Linked DNA regions of Nomascus leucogenys: region 2 is linked to region 1. The links are chromatin contacts, called in public Hi-C maps. All regions are on one chromosome and are shown on one strand. The core of a region is the stretch at or near the end of the contact, and the rest is flanking DNA. Distances in the headings are between cores, read along the strand shown.

Region 1 (4,365 bases), core at 765-3,264:
AGGCCATGTGCAGTGCTAGATGTGCAAAGGAATTCAAATGCTTGGCTCATAATCCAGGGCAACTAGGAAGATCAGGGAAACAAACTTTGAAGTTTCTCAAAGGCTAAAGTGAGTGAACTTAAGAATGATATGGTTTGTCCAAAGCAAACTGCTGAAGAGTACTACCCAGTGCATCATTATGGAAACTTCAAATCACAAGCTATAAGTAGCCAAGGCTGTATTTCCTGTAAGACTCTAAAGCCTGACAGTAATTCAGGACAACCACCTACCTGCTCGCCAACACAGCAGCTCTACACCTGTGACAGTAGACACTGAAGGGCTCCTGCTCTATCAGCCACAAAGGGGACACAGTGTAAAGTGCTAAAACTAATTTCAACGTTGATAGAAGACGGTATCCTGCAAGGCCCCTCAGGCTTACCCAGAGAATGCCCTGGCACCTTAGGCCAAGCAGCAAAGTACAGCCATGCACCACCTAATGACGTTTCAAACAATGACAGTCCACGTGGGATGAGAGGCTGGTCCCATAAGACGATACCCCATTTTAATTGTACCTTTTCTATATTTAGACACAAAATGCTTACCATTGTGTTACAGTTGCTTATAGTATTCAGGACAGTACCATGATGTACAGGCTTGCAGCCTAGAAGCAAGAGGCTACACCATACAGCCTAGGTGTGCAGTAGGCTATGCCATCTAGGTGTGCATAATAAGTGCATTCTATGATGTTCACATGAGGACGAAACTGCCTAACGACACATTTCTCAGAACACACCCCTGTCATTAAGCAACCTGTGACCGTAATTTTAGAAAGGGCCTGCCATGCAAGCAGAAAAAAAGGGCGCTCTGGAGAAGATAATAAAACCTTGGGCATCTTCCCTCAGAATGCACAGCTGCAAGGGGCCAGAAACCCTGTGGGTCCTCATGTGCTGCTGTGCAAGGCCTTCTTCTGCCACACCATCCATGCTAGGAGACAAAAACGACAACTGGTGGACAAGCACAGGAGAAACCTTCCACGTGTAAGGCGGGCGGAGAAAGGAAGTGAGACCTCAGCGATGGGATGAAGGGAATCTGAGTCCCTGCCTGCCCTGCCATGGGCCACTTAGCATGCCTAGTGGGAGAGGGACATGGGGGCAGATGGCACCCCTGTGGATGCCTTCAATGACGAGTAGGCAAACCAGACATGGCCAGCCATGCAGGTGAGGACAATGGGCAGTAAGTCTGGAGGGCAGATAGGCCAAAATATGCAAAGCAAGACCATGGAGAGCCTGCCAAATGCTCAGACTGTGTGTCACATTTTACATATCCCAGATTCGGATGTGTGGGAACCATGTCATTAACTCCCATTTATCTGCCCTGGTCTATGAAAACATGTTGGGGTTTGTTGTTGCTATGATGCCTGGGTGCACCCAAGGTGCTGACCCTGGCTCCCAGATCCTGGCTTTGAGCAGCACCCCCAGCCAGCGGTCCAGGTGAATAGCCTTAACCTTTTTGGTAACCCGAGACCAATGACCTGCTGGACCCCTGCCCTCTGCCCTACTCCCAGTCAACAAAGGAGTCAGGTTCTGAGACTCACACAAGCCTTTGCTCTATTTCCAATCTCTTTTCCAACAATTCCTTGCAGACACCCCTATTCATGCTCTGCCATCAACTTTAACTTCTACCAATAGCCCTAAACCAAATTCCCTTTATTCTTTTTCTTTTTAGTGAACATTTAGACGATAAAAGAGTTAAAGACAAGTAGAAAGGCTCAGAGAAGTTTATCAGAGGAGGAAATTCTGGCTGTATCACAGGCCCTGCACATACTTAGGTGTGGCCCAAGAAGGACTCTCAGGTCTCGCTAACCCGTGCATACCTGTTAGATCTCCAGGGAGCACCTCACCACCTCCCACATGCCAGGACACTTGGCCTCCCCATCCACAGCTTGGACCCACATATGGAAGCACAAGGCCCTTGCCACTAGCTGCCAGTGCTCCAAAAGGGAGTGAGGAGGCCCCAACCAGGGCCCTGACCACTTGCTAGGCTGCTCAGGCATCACCTCACCTCCCATGTGTGTCCAGTGGACGCTGGGGCCGGGGGAGAAGCCCGTGGCTCCTCTGAGCCCACGTCATCCTCTCCCCACTCCCAAGCTTCCTCCCACCTGGCCTGTGCTCACAGGAGACAAGCACGTGACACAACTCCACCTTTAGAAACTTTAACTGAGATAGGAGGCCCAGGTAGGCTCTGAGCCACATGCTCTTTGGTGAGCGATTTTTGCTCTGGGCCTTCAATTCTTGCAGAGCTCTTTCATGATGCAACATGGGCTCCAGCTTCAAGGAGACGAGCCTGTGCCCTGTGCCTGGGGACCCAGGGTCACTCATCCATGCAGAGTAGGCCACACCCCTGTGGCACCAGCATAAGGACATTTAATCTGAGGCATCAAGCCTCAGTGCTCCAAACAAGTCACCTTGGGACAGACTGGCCAATGGCCACGGAGTGTAGCCAAGTTTCTGGTTAGCAAGTGTTTTTGTGTGATGAACTTCAAAAACGGAGAACAATAAACAGAATCCTGCCCCTGCCAAGTGTGCTCTGTCTTGTTTGTCCAGAATGATTTGACCAGGGACTGGTCAAGGCTGTGTTTCTGGTGCTCGGTGCCATGCTGTGCCCTCCCCCTGCCCCGCCACCACACACACACACACACACACACACACACACACACACACACACACAGACACACACACACACACAATGCCCAACAGCAAATGGCGATCACAGCCTGGCCCTGCATCAGGAGGGGAACTGAAGCAGTGTGGAGGACACAGGAGCCCAGTCACTCTGCTGGGCGGGGCAGCAAGGTGCGAAGGCATAGCCCCTTCACCACAGCCCTAGTTTCAACTGAGCAAACTCCATGTCTCCCCAAAGCGCCTGACTCACAAACAGCTGATAACGTTTGCTGGGGGTGAAGACGGACCTAAGATCTAAAACTGAACTAGAAATCAGAAGTTCCACATAGTTACTATGTTCCAGGTGTGGATGCTCCCCCGTTCAGCAAGCACATGAGCAGGGTGCCACGTCCACTTACACACACCCATATGCGTTTATACACATGTATGTGGCTATGGAGGCATACAAGTGTGTTTATGGCCAAATGGCAGAGCTTTTGGTTGGGTGAGGATTTCTTCTGTGCCTAGTACCCAATTGATGCCAAGAGTAAAACAAGTTCAAGTTTCCATTATTTTGGCCCAGAAGAGTGTCCAAAGCCTTCTGAACTCAGTATCTCCCACCCCGAGGACTGCACTGGTGGCTGTCTTCATGACCCCAACCCCAGCCACACAGCACTGCGGCTGCTTCTGAATTGCCAAGCTGGTGAAAAGTTTATTCCCATCTCGACAGGAAGTTGACTTCTCAAGAAAATAATTCCATTTGGGGCTTTGAAAGGAAAGAAAATGCCGGGTGCGGTGGCTCAACGCCTGTAATCCCAGCACTTTGGGAGGCCGAGGTGGGCGGATCACCTGAGGTCAGGAGTTCAAGACCAGCCTGGCCAACATGGTGAAACCCCGTCTCTACTAAAAATACAAAAATTAGCCGGGCATGGTGGCAGATGCCTGTAATCCCAGCTACCTGGGAGGCTGAGGCAGGAGAATCGCCTGAACCTGGGAGGCAGAGGTTGCAGTGAGCCGATATCGTGCCATTGCACTCCAGTGTGGGGGACAAGAGCAAGACTTCGTCTCAACAAAAAAAAAAGGAAAGAAAAACAGGCTCAAGTGTGTGGACTTAGGACAATTTTTGTTTATTTCTTGAAAGCACATAACAACTCACGAGGACTTGGAGAGTGTCACCTGCTGTAGGCCCTCTCCAGCCCTAGGAGACAGGCTGCCTGTGGCCACAGGGCCGGCATTCAGGTGGGCTGACCAAGAACACACTCACAGCTACCCTTGAGCTGGCTATTAATACTATCTGGAGCCACTTTCATTCAAAGGAAAATCAGGGTGTCTCGTCTGTTTGGGGAAAGGAGCACCCAGGCCTCCTCTAGGTGGTCCTTTGACTTCAAAAGCCTTCCAAAGCTGAACCCAACCCCCAACATCTCTCCAGTCAAGGAAGTTGGAAGATGTACTAGAAACCAACCAGGTGGATGGAAGTGGCTGAGCCTGGCTGCCCACCTTAACCATGTGATCCTGCAGTGGGACAGGCTAATATCCCATTCTCCCACCCCCATGAGGCAATGGAAGTGCCCAACATCACCTGTGCCATATTTTGGACCAAAATTTGTTTAAACCAGACCTGATCACGGGAAAAAATCAGATCAATCCAGATTGTGAGTTGTTCTACAAGACAACTGGCTTCGGGACTTCAAATGCCAGCGTAACATAATAAAGGACCAAAAGACGG
Region 2 (4,365 bases), core at 708-3,207, 150 kb before region 1:
TGAAGTGAGACATCTTTTCAGGGGAGACACTTTTGTGCAGGCCCACTGTCCTCCCCACCTGAAGGCCTCCATCCTTACAGAGGCCGGCCTGGGACCTGTGTCTGGTCAAGCAGGCGGCCTCGCCAGTGGGGGAAGGCCAGAGTCTGAACCTGATCTTCTCTCTAAATTGTGACAAGGTTCTGGGGACCAAGACCAAGTGGGGTATCTGCACCCTGCTCCAATCTCCCACTCAGGGTTCCAGGGTACCAAGTACCTGAGGTCCCCCAGAGAGAAAGAATGAGTACACCCCAGCTTCCCTGGCCAGAAGACACGCAGATAAGAGGTCCCTACATCCTTTTACTACTGCAGCGGATCAGAGCCCACTCCTATCCGCTCCTTTCCTTCAGCACCGCCCATCCGGGTATCATAGTCACCAGAGTGACAGTGGGGACTGGGACAGTGAAGGTCGAGGGCCCTAGCCTCGGCAACACAGGGGCAAGGTGTGTCTTCCTCGGCGGCGCGTGGACAGCTCTTCTCTAACCACCTTCGCTCTGGCCCTCCCTCTCTACACAGGCGCCCCTGGCACAGCCGGAGTCTCCCACGGCCTCGGCAGGGGAGGACGTGCAGTCCCTGGCCGACTCGCTGGACTCGGACCGCGACTCGGTGTGCAGCAATTCTAACAGCAATAACGGCAAGAACGGCAAGGACAAGGAGAAGGAGAAGCAGCGCAAGGAGAAGGACAAGACGCGCGCCGACTCCGTGGCCAACAAGCTGGGCAGCTTCAGCAAGACGCTGGGCATCAAGCTGAAGAAAAACATGGGTGGCCTCGGTGGCCTGGTGCACGGCAAGATGGGCCGCGCCAACTCCGCCAACGGCAAGAACGGGGACTCGGCCGAGCGGGGCAAGGAGAAGAAGGCCAAGTCGCGCAAGGGCAGCAAGGAGGAGTCGGGTGCGTCGGCCAGCACGTCGCCGTCGGAGAAGACCACGCCGTCGCCCACGGACAAGGCGGCGGGCGCGTCGCCGGCAGAGAAGGGCGGTGGGCCGCGGGGCGACGCCTGGAAGTACAGCACGGACGTGAAGCTGAGCCTCAACATCCTGCGCGCCGCCATGCAGGGGGAGCGCAAGTTCATCTTCGCCGGCCTGCTGCTCACCAGCCACCGGCACCAGTTCCACGAGGAGATGATCGGCTACTACCTGACCAGCGCGCAGGAGCGCTTCAGTGCCGAGCAGGAGCAGCGGCGCCGCGACGCCGCCACTGCGGCCGCTGCCGCCGCCGCCGCCGCCGCGGCCGCCGCCTCCACGGCCAAGCGGCCGCCGCGCAGACCGGAGACGGAGGGCGCGCCGGTCCCGGAGCGCGCCTCTCCGGGCCCGCCCACGCAGCTGGTGCTCAAGCTCAAGGAGCGGCCGAGCCCCGGGCCCGCGGCAGGGCGGGCGGCGCGGGCGGCGGCGGGCGGCACGGCCTCCCCAGGGGGAGGCGCGCGGCGCGCGGGCGCCAGCGGACCAGTCCCTGGCCGCAGCCCCCCGGCGCCAGCGCGCCAGAGCGTCATCCACGTGCAGGCGTCGGGCGCGCGGGACGAGGCGTGCGCGCCGGCCGTGGGGGCGCTGCGGCCGTGCGCCACGTACCCGCAGCAGAACCGCTCGCTGTCGTCGCAGAGCTACAGCCCGGCGCGCGCCGCCACCCTGCGCACCGTCAACACGGTCGAGTCGCTGGCGCGCGCGGTGCCTGGGGCCCTACCGGGCGCGGCCGGGGCGGCGGGGGCGGCCGAGCACAAGTCGCAGACCTACACCAACGGCTTCGGCGCCGCGCGCGACGGCCTGGAGTTCGCCGACGCCGACGCGCCGACCGCGCGCTCGAACGGTGAGTGCGGCCGTGGCGGCCCGGGGCCGGCGCAGCGGCGCTGCCAGCGCGAGAACTGTGCGTTCTACGGGCGCGCCGAGACCGAGCACTATTGCTCCTACTGCTACCGCGAGGAGCTCCGGCGGCGGCGCGAGGCGCGCGGGGCCCGGCCCTGAGCGGCGCGGCGCGGGCAGCGAGGTTCTACCTTCGAGGATTTCTTTTCCATTGTGTCGGTGTCTTTTTTACATGCCCTGGTCCACCGGAAGGCCGGCGCCTCCTCTGTCAGTGCCGTGTACGTGTTTGGTCAAACGTTCCTAATGGTGCCTGAACCTACACTGACGCCACTCAGGTAGTAGACGGATAGGAAACAAGTCATACTGTTGGAAGTGGGTGTGCTAGCCTAGTATCTGCCTCGTACCTGTGGAAACTCAATAGCCATTGCAAGAGTATTTTTGTTCCTCAATAATAGAAATAAAGAAATTCGCAGCCCTTTGTTTTTAGAAGGGAGTGTTTTACATGTTTTTTTTTTTTTTTTCTCCTAACCTAGCGATGACTTCTTCCAGGTAGCGGTCCCCTGTGCGCGGTTGGTAGTACCCAGGGCTTAGAGCGAGCGCGCACCCGGGGCTGCGGTGGAGGCTCCTCTGCGGGCTCTACCTGCCTCCCATCCCGGGGCCTAGGAGAAGGCGGGAACCTGGCCGCCGGCTGACGCCCTTGTGGTCACTGTGGCCCTTTAGAAACACACAGCTCCATTTCATAAGCAAAACCTCCTCCCCGAGCCCCGGCTCAAGCACCATTCACACTGCCATCCAAGCCGCGGGCGGCCGTGGAAAGGGCACTGGACCACCCGTCTCGCGGGCGCGGTGAGGTACAGCGATGGCTCCCAGTGCCGCGCAGCTCACGTGACAGGAGCTTTCCAAAGACACCTAGGGTCCAAAAAGCAGGGTTCCCATCTCACAATTTGGATTTGCTCATAGAGGAGCAGATAGGACAGCCTGTTCACTTTTCTGCTTTGAAGGCACTTCCACAGTGGACTGTCGCTGGCGGGCCCCTGGGCGGTGACCATCGGTGCCCCAGGAGACAGCGAGGAATTGACCCTTTGGTCACTGTGTAAGCCCGCACTAGGCTGCTGCTCTTTCCAAAGGGAAGGGGCTGGGGGAACCAGGAAGGAAGCCCACCCCCACACCTGCATCTGTCTGGGTTCAGCCAGGTAAAGGGACTCACTGTGATCGTGGCCTCTCCACGGGGCAGGACGACCCTGCCTCCGTCTCGTGACACAATGAGGGAGCAGCCCGATCCCTGAGCGGTCTCTTTTTTGGTGCCTCCTACATTTCTTGAGGAAAAAAAAATGTGTCCTTAGCTACCCTGTTTTGAGCAGCAATATGCAGCCTCTTCCTTCCAAGATTACCTCCGGAGAACACCGTTCTTGGCCAAGGACACTGAGGAGCTAAATCTGCCTCACTAAGGAACGAGCTTGTTTCCAAGAAATGAGGATAAGATGGGTAAAATCCTCACTAACAAAAGAATACTATAAAACCTGTGAGAGCCTTAGAATAGCTTCTAATAATCCTAGGACAGGAGAAAGCACCTGGCTTTGCTGTGAGTGTATCCTCAGAAAAAGCAGGAGGTCGACCATCTCTTCACTGGAGCCAGCTTCTCCTCTAGAAACGATGCTTTTTTCCCTAACTAAAGAGCAGCAAAAACAAAAAAAAAAGGGGGGGGGAGAGGGGATTTTTTTTTACTTGTTTGAGAAATTATAATAAAATAATTGAGTATCTCCTGTGAGTAATGCCTTTTTGTTTTTAATTATTCCACAGCAGGTGGAGTTTTCAGTAATTTGTTCAAGTTTTGCATAAGTGGTTCCTTAAATCAAAAATTATTTATTAAATAGGATCTTTAAGAAATTTTTTGAAAGTTTTACTTTTCCTGCTGAACAATATTTTCAATGTGTATTATAATTACTGTACTAACATCCATGTCCCTACTATTACTGGGGTTTCTTTTATTACTCAGAAAACAAAAGTGGTTTTAAAAAAATCTCATGGAGAGGGTCTGTGGCAGCTTTCTGGACTGATTCTTTGTGTCACGCTGAGCAGCTGCTTTGGCATCCAAAGCTGTGGGGTCACAGAAAGTGTTCCTTCAGGTGTGAATGCATGCCACTCCTCATGCTCCTCACTCTTAAAAGATTGAGACACCCAACCTTAAAAATGCTTCAGTAATCCATTCAGAAACCAAACTCGTATGCACAAGATGTCAAGGAGGCATAAAGTCAATTCTTGCTTGCTTGTTTTTTTCATTTTTTAATGTAAAAACAGCCAACCAGAAATTTCTAAAACTGGCTATGCAAATTCAGATATTTTCTTTCTCACACTATCTGCCAGGTTTGTTTAATTTAAAAAAAAAAAAGAGAGAATAAAAACAGTCCATTGTAATAGAGGAAAACCTTCCAAACCAGGCAGAGTACGTAATTATCAAAACACCAGGACCTATTCTACCCTTGCATTTCTAAGTTACCTCCACCCATCACCATCTGATGACAGATGTGCCCTAAA

What was found. A called contact is a pair of places that touch in the nucleus more often than the background predicts.
Region 2: a contact with region 1 is called in a Hi-C map of a lymphoblastoid cell line, with 2.7 times the contacts expected there. The contact joins two enhancer-like sites.

The regions. Positions count from the first base shown.
Region 1 is chr6:69,297,435-69,301,799 of Asia_NLE_v1, reverse strand. All of the region lies in intron 1 of KLF13 (Krueppel-like factor 13), which reads right to left. Among named protein-coding and RNA genes, the nearest start is that of KLF13, 9.3 kb to the right of the region's middle. Within about 2 kb of position 2,014, the one cell type or tissue checked has an H3K27ac peak away from gene starts, as active enhancers do. A contact at or near this core is called in a lymphoblastoid cell line, where this site is marked.
Region 2 is chr6:69,447,968-69,452,332 of Asia_NLE_v1, reverse strand. OTUD7A (OTU domain-containing protein 7A) reads left to right here. Exons shown (of 14, transcript XM_030814379.1): 14 at 553-2,089. The coding sequence ends at 1,992. Among named protein-coding and RNA genes, the nearest start is that of KLF13, 160 kb to the right of the region's middle. Within about 2 kb of position 1,957, the one cell type or tissue checked has an H3K27ac peak away from gene starts, as active enhancers do. A contact at or near this core is called in a lymphoblastoid cell line, where this site is marked.